Linked DNA regions of Danio rerio: region 2 is linked to region 1. Evidence: chromatin contacts called from public Hi-C data. All regions are on one chromosome and are shown on one strand. Each heading gives the region's core, a stretch centred on a gene start, on an enhancer-like site or on the middle of the called end of the contact. The rest is flanking DNA. Distances are from core to core; before and after follow the strand shown. Region 1 holds the start of cast (calpastatin). Region 2 holds the start of nop56 (NOP56 ribonucleoprotein homolog).

Region 1 (5,238 bases), core at 1,401-3,900:
CTTTAACACTCTGCAGGAGGAGCAAACACAAGCCCACTTCTGGTGAAAACGAAGCTAAAGCTGCGTGCTGTTTTTAAAGTCAGTGATCTTATTCTTCAGACATGCCGCACAAAAAGAGATGTCATGGTCGTAAGAAAAACAAAAAGGAGGTATGGTTTTTCTTATGCAGTTCACACTGGCTTGTAGTATTCTGATAGCTACTGTTCAAATAAGCTAATGTGCAGTTGTGCATAAAATCATTTTTTTTTTTTAAATATTGTTGTTGTTAGTTTAATCTAATAGAATACTGATTCATGCATGTTGAATAATTTATTATTGTTACTTTGAATTTGAAGTTAAGGTTAGTAATGTTCTGACTCTGAACTGATTCCTTAAACTGTTCTCAAGTGTCACAGGATTTAACTATTGTTCTTTGACTTATTGCTCTTTCCTGTACAACAATTCATCTGTAAAAACCTTTAGATAAATTGAAAACCGCAGTAGTCCAGTTTGGAAATTAATGACTCTTTAGTAGACTCTTTGGTGATTCAAACCCTTCAACGCCACTAGTGTGAAATGATTCTCGAACGACTGGTTCTTTTAGGAACCGGTCCTCTTAGTGAATCAAAGTTGTTCTAGCTATGTCCCAGATGGCACATTATACACTTTGCACTTATGCACTATTTACTTATGCACTTACACACTCAACAGCATAGTATATGAATTTAGTGTCGTTCTAAATAAAACACTATTGTTTTTTTACTAAGGGGAAATTTGAACCATTTCCCTGATGATGTTTGACGGTTGCCAAATTAGTGAACCAAATAATACCAAATAATACCTGCCATGAGTATAACCACATTCACTATTGGGAGGTGGTATAATCACTATTGTAGGAGAATTTCTTTCAAAATCCAAAGTAAAGTAATCCAACATGTCTGCCTGAAAGCTCCGCCCCTTCCGCTACCTGAGCAAAGCAGCGATCCATAAGTACGTAAAGTGTCCACCCTTCATTTTAACAGCTGAATAAGTGCATCATCCGGGTAATTAAAGTGCACTTATTCTTTTGAGAGTTTTCAGTGTGAAAGCACTACTTACACTGGCTGTTTCTCAATTCCAAGAACGCAGAGAATGGTCTTGCATTCTTGAAGAGATCGGTCTTGAAAGGTGTCCTCGGAAGAACGAACTCCGGAGACCGCAAGAACAGAGAACGCGTCCTGTGAGAAATGAGATGCTGCGTTGTTCCTGATAGTCACATGACCTTCAAGTGTTTTTAATGGAAAATTATTTAAACATTACAGCATTCATACAGGGATTTATTGTTTTTCCCCTTTTTAAAATATATACTATGCATAAAAACATTATAAATATACGTTGCACAATACAAATAAAATAGATTTTAATACGAATTTCAGCAAATAAACACCCTTAATGTGTTTATTCCTTTATTAAGATGTCCATGGTAATGTTTATATTCACCATCTCATTTAGGGAAACTCCTGAGGTAAATAAGTCATGTCTCTGAACTTTTATTATAAATCTATTTAAAATGCTGCACTTCCCACCTCCAGTCACAATGACTTCTGGGACTTCTAGAGCGAGATCGGTGCCAAGTCTGCATCGGTGTGTCCTCAATATCAAGAACACATCCGGGAAGTTTAACGCATACTCTGTTCTTGCGGTCTAGAGTATTGGAACTGAACTTTGGCAGCTGATGATGACAATACACGAGGATGCAAGACTGAATGCATATTAAGAAACAGCCACTATTTACACTACAAAATGGCGTAAAATAGTGCATGAGTATGCAATTTGAGACACTCCTCTGTTTTCGTATGAGTCGTTCTTTTTAGTTAACGTTACCTCACATATGAATCACTCGAAGCAGTTATTGAATTCATTTGACTCGCCTATGAACACTTTTACCAATATCTTCATATCCATAGTAATTTATAAACTTTGAGTTTGATTTTTCCTTTTCCTTCGGAATTTTCCGTTTTTTTCTTTTTTAGTTGCTCAACCAATTTCCGGTTTCTGTAAAACATGTCATCACTTCCCGCCAAATTACGTGTTTTTTAAACGCTATTTTACTACGGAAGCCTTCAACCGACTACCAGGATGAGCGTCACGTGCAGATAGTTATCAAAAGGTAGGATTTATGTACACAAACCTATGGCATTACGAGCAAAATAATGTGTTTTGTTTTAGGCCTATCTGTTTGGTTAAATGTTTTGTACTATAGCAGTGCGCAGGTTCAAAGGCTTTTTGAAGCAAAACTCTCACATTATGCTCTTTTAGCATATGCCACTACAAAGAAGCCTTATCTTTGTATTTGCGTTTCAATTAAAGTAGCCTACCTGGTTTAGAAACATAGAAAACACACCTAAATAACCAGAGTTGCGCAATCACTACTAAAGAATGCTTGTGTTGTAAGTCCTGACTGTAATTGCGCCTCTGCATATTTTTTTAAATGCGCAATGCAAATTGAGCTTCGCTTCACATTGCTATGCAATGCAAAAGAGCACACTTGCAAGATAAACCGCCCGATCGTATATTTACTGTAATTATCGGTGCAGTCCTGGTACCCATGCACACTCGCGGGAGTGGCTTTATCTGAGAAAAAAGACAGCAGCATACCTCAGTTGAATGAAAGAAGCTGGCGAGCTCGAGTCGAGGGGGACTTAAGCAAACTTTCTATCCTTCACGCACCATGGCGTACGCAATGTATTGGGCGCGCAACGTAAGTAGATCCTCCACATGTTTTTGAGCTGCACAACTTGTTTAACTTTCGATATAAAGGAGGAGTAGTGGATAAAGCAGGGTCTTGACAAATGTAAACACTTCATGATTAGTTTGGTCTTTGTACATTCTTAGTGATAAAATAATAAGAGTAAAATAAAAACAATATTAGATGTTGGGCGTTGTCTGATTCAGTGTAATGAATGAGGTTTTATTGCGTTTGTTTGGAGTACAAAAGTGTGTTTTGGTTTGCAATTGTAGAAAAAAAAGCTAAGAGAATTTAAAGAATGCAATGACTTGTAGGCTAAAAAAAACTGAGTTGGATCATAAAAAAACTACACAAAATAAAAGTCACCCTAATATATTTTTTTATATACATTCTAAACATTCTGGACAATCTAAGATTTAAGTTAAATGAAGTAGATAAATGAACTAGAATATTCGCTCAAGGGTGTTCAGTTATGATTTAGAGCAGACACAATATAGTATTTAGATTTACTGTAATGTTTAGTCATAATTCTTGGTGTAGTGGTGACATGTCAGACCCTTGGGTTATTGTAAATTTTGTCAGGGTGTTTAATCTTTTCTCTCTCTTTGTCTTTCTAGAATGGAGACACTTCATTTCAAAAACAAGAATACGCTCCACAGACATCAAGGTTCATGGTAAGTGATTTTTATTTTAAATGGGTTTTTTTTGAGTAATTGAATTCAGATTGCTGACATAAGCTCCCTTTATTCTTGATATTTGAATTAAATTTGGAAGTATGGAAAGTAAATTTTAGTTTTTAAAAAAAATGGAAAGAACTGGGTTGAAATGACCCATGAGTTTAACGTTTACAAAGTTAATGTTATTAAATAAAAGCATCGGGTAGACTTAAATAACTAGGGGGAAAATCACTGATTTGTTTTAAATAATTTCATACAGGAAATTTCATTCAGGAGCAGACAATACCTCCTGTTATTCTTGAAAATTCAAATAAAATGTATTAAAATAAGATTTCTAATGCTGTCTAGGTAAAAAAAGTTAATTTCTGTTTTTAAAAAATGGAAAGAACTGAGTTGAAACTGCTCATTGTGAGTGTAACTTTACAAAATTAAAGTAATTAAATAATAAAAAACATCAGTTAGTCTTAAATGACAAGTGGAAAATGACTATGGAGATCCAAATTTATTTTTGTAATGACCCTCTTTAAGAAATCTGCTCAATTAATTCCATCAGAAATATATTTTCCATTAAAAATGAAAAGCACTTTCGCCTCACAGCAAGAAGGTCGTTGATTTGAGTCCGGGCTTGGTCAGCTGACATTTCTGTGTGAAGTTTGCATGTTCTCCCCGTGTTGGTGTGGGTTTCCTCCAGGTGCTCCAGTTTCCCTCACAGTCCAGAGGCATGCGCTATAGGTGAATTTGGTAAGCTAAATTGTCAGTGGTGTATGTATGTGAATGAGAGTGTATGGGTGTTTCCCAGTAATGGGTTGCAGCTGGAAGGGCATCCACTGTGTAAAACATATGCTGGATAAGTTGGCGGTTTATTTTGCTGTGGCGACCTATGATAAATAAGGGATTAAGCAGAAGGAAAATGAATGAATGAAGATTTTCTTTTAGTCTTACCTTCTTCATAGAGCATTGACACCATCTAGTGGACTATGAAAATCATTGCCAGTCAAAGCCATGCAGTTTAACTGCATTACCATATGAGATATAAACTGTAGTTTCTCAAAGCCGTGACTGTCTTATCACCTCAGCTCGTTCCTGTTTGCATATCCACCGCCTGAAAATGTAAAACAGCATTCCTTTATAGCACAGTGTTCAATTAACGTTGAATAGCCATACCTAAAATTCATTTCTTATTCTGCTGTGTATTTAATATATTTATTTTCTTCACCTACTATAGTATAAATGCCCTTGTTCACTAGTAAGTGCATATAGGTCCCTCTGAAAGGCTGCTGTATTTTAATGACCGTCATGACATGTTCTCAGGGACATTTTGTTACTATATATATACACACACACACACCATATATATATTAGGAAACTCATCAGGAGCTCTAGTTACAGTGACACAGACCTGGCAATAATGCTAATGTCCGCCGAACCCAACATGATGCACAATGTTAGCTAGCATAAATATTTTGAAAGGGGAAATTCTGAGGACTTGAAAGCAAGAGTTTCTCAAGATAACACAGCTGGTTTAACTTGCTTTGTGAGGCAGGTGTGTCTGAAAGTGTCTGTCTTCCTGCATGCCGGATAATCTGTCATGTATAGTTCAGAGATTTTATTTATTATAATTCTTAAACGGCTTAAATCATTACTGATAATGAGTCGTCCTCTGCCTTCAGGTGTTAATGTTGGTGAAAATGCACAAAGCTTGAGTCTAAGTGCTTCTGAAGTTTCACAGGAAAGTATGTGGGTGTGTCCATGGCTTTGTTTTCGAAAATTTTCTAATAATGTGTGTGTGAGTGTGTGAGCGCTCACAAATGCAGGATGTTTTTCTGCAAAAGGTCGAGACACACTTTTCCCTTT
Region 2 (5,238 bases), core at 963-3,462, 320 kb before region 1:
ATGATATCATTAGTTAGCATTAGTTGACTATGGTAGTTACCATAAACAAAATTACAGGTATACAGAAACAATGGATCTCAATATTAGTTATTGTTCATCCATTTATTGAATTGTTTTTATTTAATTTATATATTTTTATTTATAATTTATTTATTATGTTGCTTTCTTTCTTCTTACTTTATTCATTATACTAATTTAATGCAGTTTATTAGATTTTTATTTTTGTTTTTTATTTTTGTAGATGATTTTAAATGAATTTAATTTACTGTGTTTTATGTTTACTTTGTGTAGTTAATTCAGTGTTTTATTTATTTTTGTGTTGGTTTATTTCATTTTAATTGTATTTAATGCAATATTTTTATTTCTTTTTATTGTTTCCTGTTTATTTTATTTTCACTTTGCTTAGATTTATTTGAATCCATTTTATTATTATTATAATCAATTTGGTTTATTGTCTTGTTTGTTTATTTTGTATTGTTTCATTGTTTTGCTTATTTATTGAGTTGTTTTATTTCATTTTTATTTTACTATTTGTTTCATTTAATGCATTTACTTACTTTTTTGTTGGGTTTAATTTTATTTTTCTATCTTAGTTTAGATTTCATTTTATCATTAGAATTAATACATTCATTCATTTTCCTTCTGCTTAGTCCCTTTATTAATCTGGGGTCGCCACAGCGGAATGAACCGCCAAAATATACAGCATATGTTTTACGCAGCAAATGCCCTTCCAGCCGCAACCCAGAACTGGGAAACATCCATACACTCTCACATTCACACTCATACACTACGGCCAATTTAGCTTATTCATTTCACCTATAGCGCATGTCTTTAGACTGTGGGGGAAACCGGAGCACCTGCAAACTCCACACAGAAATGTCAACTGGCCTAGCTGGGGCTCGAACCAGCGACCTTCTTGCTGTGAGCCACTGTATCACCCCATGTATGATTTAATATTAATATTTTTAATAATTTTTTTGTTGCTTTTTTAAGATTTTTATTTTAGTAGCTTTATTTTTATTGTTTTATTTTGTAGTTGATTTTACTTTTTATTTTATAAGTTGTGTTTTATGTTTATTTTGTATTGCTTATTTAGTTTTTTTTTCATTTATTTTTGTGTTGGGTTATTTTACTTTTTAATTGTATTGAATTAATTAAATGAAATGCATTTTATTAAAAAAACATTGTTTTATTTTAATTTTATTTTTGTTGATTCAGATTTATTTCATTTCATTTTATTATTATTATTATTAATTTAGTTTCTTGTGTTTTATGTCTATTTTAAATTAGTTTCTTTTTATTTATTTATTCTGCATTCCATTTTTGTTTTATTATTAATTTCATTTAATGCATTTATTTACTTTTTATTTCTGTCAGATTTTATTGTATACTTCTTTAGATTAATTTCATTTTATTTTATCATTATAATTAATTAATTTAATGTTGTTGTATTGTATTTTTATTTATTTATTTATTTATTTAATTAATTATTGTGTTGCTTATTTCATTGTTAGTTTATTATTGATTTAATTTAATGCATTTATTTACTTTTTGTTAGATTTTGTAGGATTTTATTTTATTTTTGATCTGTTTACATTGATTTCATTTTATTTGATCACTATAAATAGTTCAATTTTATTATTTTTTTTATTGTTTTATTGTTGTATTTGTATTTATATATTTGTTTATTGTGTTGTTTTATTTCATTTTTAGTTTTTTTTTATTTAATTTATTGCATTTATTTTTTTTTTATTAGATTTTGTTGGCTTTTATTTCATTTTTGCTCTCTTTAGACTGATTTCATGTTATTTTATCATTAAAATTTTTAAAATTTTTATTTTATGTTGTTTTATTATTGTATTTTTATTATATATTTATTTATTTATTATTGTGTTGATATATATCATTTTTACTTTATTATTGATTAATTTATGCATTTATTTACTTTTGTTCGATTTTTGATGGATTTTATTATATTATTGCATAGTGTAGTTTGATTTCATTTTATTTTATCATTATTTTATTATTTTATTTTTTTTTTACCAGTTCCCATGTTGGTCAATCATACTTCCTCTGTTGCTTCTACATGATAATGCATGCTTTCTCCAGCAGGCGGCTATTGTCCAACGTGCCATCTTGTAATTTCAATCATTTCCAAAGGGGTGGCGCAGTATTTCCCGCAAAACAAGAAACATCTCGCGATAGCGTGCAGGACTCACTCGTCTGGGTTTTCTTACTTGAGCGCATGCGGGTTTCTTTCCTGTTCGAGTGATCCGAAGAAACGCAACGCTCCTCGTGCGCGGAGCACGAGATCGGCAAACATGGTAAAGATTCAATATTTCATCATGCAAACTTTAGAAATCAACAAATAGCTTACCTATGCATTTTAAAAGCCACTGTGTCATATATTAAGTCGTGCTGTTATGAATAGCGTGCATGTTCGTGAGACGTACTTTTGTACATTTACACGTGTAAATGCGTGCTTTTTTGTTATTACACATTAATTACAGTCGTTATAATTAGTTTATTAAGCATTATTACGATGCGATCTATTAATACAAACTGCTTGTACTAAACTGCTTATAGGATAAAAGGTGAATCCGCAAACACAAGGCCTCAGGGTGATGTTAAAGGCCGCAGCAGCCATTAAAGTCAGTCTGTTTGGCTCGTAAAGTATAACCCACCTCTTGTTAGTGTTTTGAGGCGAAGTTCTGGTTCCGATCGCAGTGCTGTGAGATGTTGAGTTTTAAAAGTGCTACGCGCTGAGTATCCGATCCGCTGAAGGAACACGTGGTGCGTCTGCTAACCCATGCTAACGTGCGGATCTCCCCAGCTTCGAGCCAGCGCCAATGTTATAAAGTCGAAACATGGGTGGCTTATTATCAACTGTTATCTTTTGCTTACGCAATGTTGTAAAGTCATAATAAATGTTTTAAATCTTGACTGTTGTGTTTTGAAGTGCTATCATCAACATGTGGGCTCCATGCTCCGACTGATCAGTTTCCCAATATTTTACTTGTATTAGCGTTCATTGTTATTTGTGAGATCATTAAGCATTTGGGAGTTTGTCTTAATCTACTGTAAGTGATGATTTATGGTTTGAGCTCTAATCAGTGTGGTTTTCTCCCTCTCAGGTGCTTTTACACGTGTTGTTCGAGCATGCGGCTGGATATGCGTTGTTGGCTGTTAAAGAAGTGGAGGAGATTGGCATGCTTCTACCTCAGGTTTGTATTTTCTGGAAAGACCAATGGATTTCAGTTTTTGTGCAACCCAATATGGAAACATTAAAATCTGAAAATGGGAATCAAAGGTTGTTGGTTTAAATCCCTCCCGTTTATAGTACGACTAACCCTCATTGTACATTCAGGTTTTTTTTTTTTTTTTTGAGCAGGAAACAAAAGTATTTAGAGTTTAAGAACGCACAATGCCATGAATCTTCACTTCATTTGTTGAACAAGATATTATGATGAGGAAAACTGGACATTTTTCAGCTTTCTTTTGGTTTTATATTGGTTGTATAAGTTGGTTTTATATTTGCACAGTCAGACTTTCTATTTAATATAATTTCAGAAAACCGCTTGGCTAATTCTATATAGAGGAATCATTTTAGCAACCAATGATTGTCAAAGTACAATATTGTTCAAAGGTTGTTGGTTTAAATCCCTCCCATTGAAGTACTACTAACACTCATTATACATTTTAGGGTTTTGTTTTTAACCAGGAAAATAACGTCTTTCAGGGAGCAAAACTTCTGTGACTTCATGAACTTCCATTTCTTTTTTTTTTTCTGCTGAATACAAGGGATATTCTGATGAAAGCTAGATGTTTAGCTTGAAGATATTGTCGCTTAGATTCAGCATTTAGCAGCAGAAGAAATAAATGTTTATCACAAAGTAACTATGAAATGTTTTGGGTTTTATTTTTATTTTTTTTTATATGATACTTATTTTTATTCTTAGCATTTGACTTAATGGGTAATTCATCCAAAAATGAAAACCCACTCCATTTTCTCTTTCAAATGGTTTAAACCCTTTAAATTGTCTTTTTGTTGAAGACAAGATATTTGAAGATAGCTGAACCCATAACCATTGACTTAAAAAATAGGAGAAGGCTTTCGAAATACCATATCTTGATCAACTAAATGTCAAGCAGGTTTGGACAATTGAGTAAATGGCCATTTTCAGTTTTGGGGGAGCTATCCCTTGAAATGTAGTTTGTAAGGTCATTTAAAAAGATGTATTTTATTTTTTATTTTTTTTGTAGGTGGAGGAAAGTGTCCTAAATGTTGGAAAGTTCAGCAGCGTGGTCAAACTGAGTGCGTTCTTTCCCTTTAAATCCGCCCAGGGTGCATTGGAAAACATCAATGCAGTTTCTGAAGGTATGTAGTAATACTAAATGTATATATTTTTTTTAACTGCCTTAGATGAAGTGATGCACACATAATCTGTCAATCCACTGAGTTATTGTGATGACAACATACCTACAAAACTGATCATCTTTAGTTAATCCTGTTGATTTGCTATTTCTGACATGCAACTACTAAAACCTTGCTCCTAATCTGATTTTTGCAGGAGTTGTCCATGCAGATCTTAAGCTTTTTTTGGAGACCAACCTTCCGTCCGGAGGTAAAAAGAAGCCCATGTTGGGGGTGTCCGATGCTAAGCTTGGAGCAGCACTTCAGGAAGAACTCAATCTGTCCATTCAGACTGGAGGTGTGGTAGCTGAAATCATAAGAGGTGAGCATTATTCATAATAACAACACTGTTCATTTCAATGGAATCCCATCACCTGCACCCTACTTTAAGGTCCCACAAAAAATTTAAGTTGTATTAATTAATTTTTTATATTAGTCTTAAGGAATATCTTCAAGCCAGTGTCACATTTAAAAAGTTATAAATGTACAAAGCTTGTAGTTTGTCACTTAAATGGATCAATTCATTTATTTATTTTTTTTAAATTACTTCATAGTTCAGTTTATCAACCAATCAAATGCTCTCTAGTAACTCTTGTCCTGTCACCTTCAAGACCTTCTCATTTGCTTTTCATTTGTTGCTTTTAAGCTCAAGCAGAGCTGTGATTATATTAAACACTATTGCTGTTTTTAAAAAGTGGGAGGGACTAGCATATCCTCACGTTTCAGTTTGCGTCAAACACCCAATATAAATGCGCATTTCAAACTACTTCATGGGACCTTTTAAAATAAAACCTCAAACTGATTTTCCACATTTGTGAGTAGCC

Evidence for each region. Hi-C and Micro-C count contacts between places; a contact is called where the count stands out from the background.
Region 2: a contact with region 1 is called in a Hi-C map of an unstated tissue, with 6 times the contacts expected there. The contact joins the promoter of nop56 here to the promoter of cast in region 1. A contact is called at or near these places in 2 of 18 Hi-C or Micro-C datasets (hematopoietic stem cells and an unstated tissue).

What each region holds. Positions count from the first base shown.
Region 1 is chr21:13,022,621-13,027,858 of GRCz12tu, reverse strand. cast (calpastatin) reads left to right here and starts at 2,650. Exons shown (of 30, transcript NM_001130591.2): 1 at 2,650-2,719; 2 at 3,325-3,381. The coding sequence starts at 2,690. All of the region lies in intron 5 of gtf3c5 (general transcription factor IIIC, polypeptide 5), which reads right to left.
Region 2 is chr21:13,339,543-13,344,780 of GRCz12tu, reverse strand. nop56 (NOP56 ribonucleoprotein homolog) reads left to right here and starts at 2,212. Exons shown (of 12, transcript NM_201217.2): 1 at 2,212-2,324; 2 at 3,135-3,224; 3 at 4,264-4,378; 4 at 4,572-4,736. The coding sequence starts at 2,322. The region is part of intron 5 of gtf3c5 (general transcription factor IIIC, polypeptide 5); the gene reads right to left. mlnl (motilin-like) reads right to left here and starts at 2,854. Exons shown (of 5, transcript NM_001386354.1): 1 at 2,685-2,854.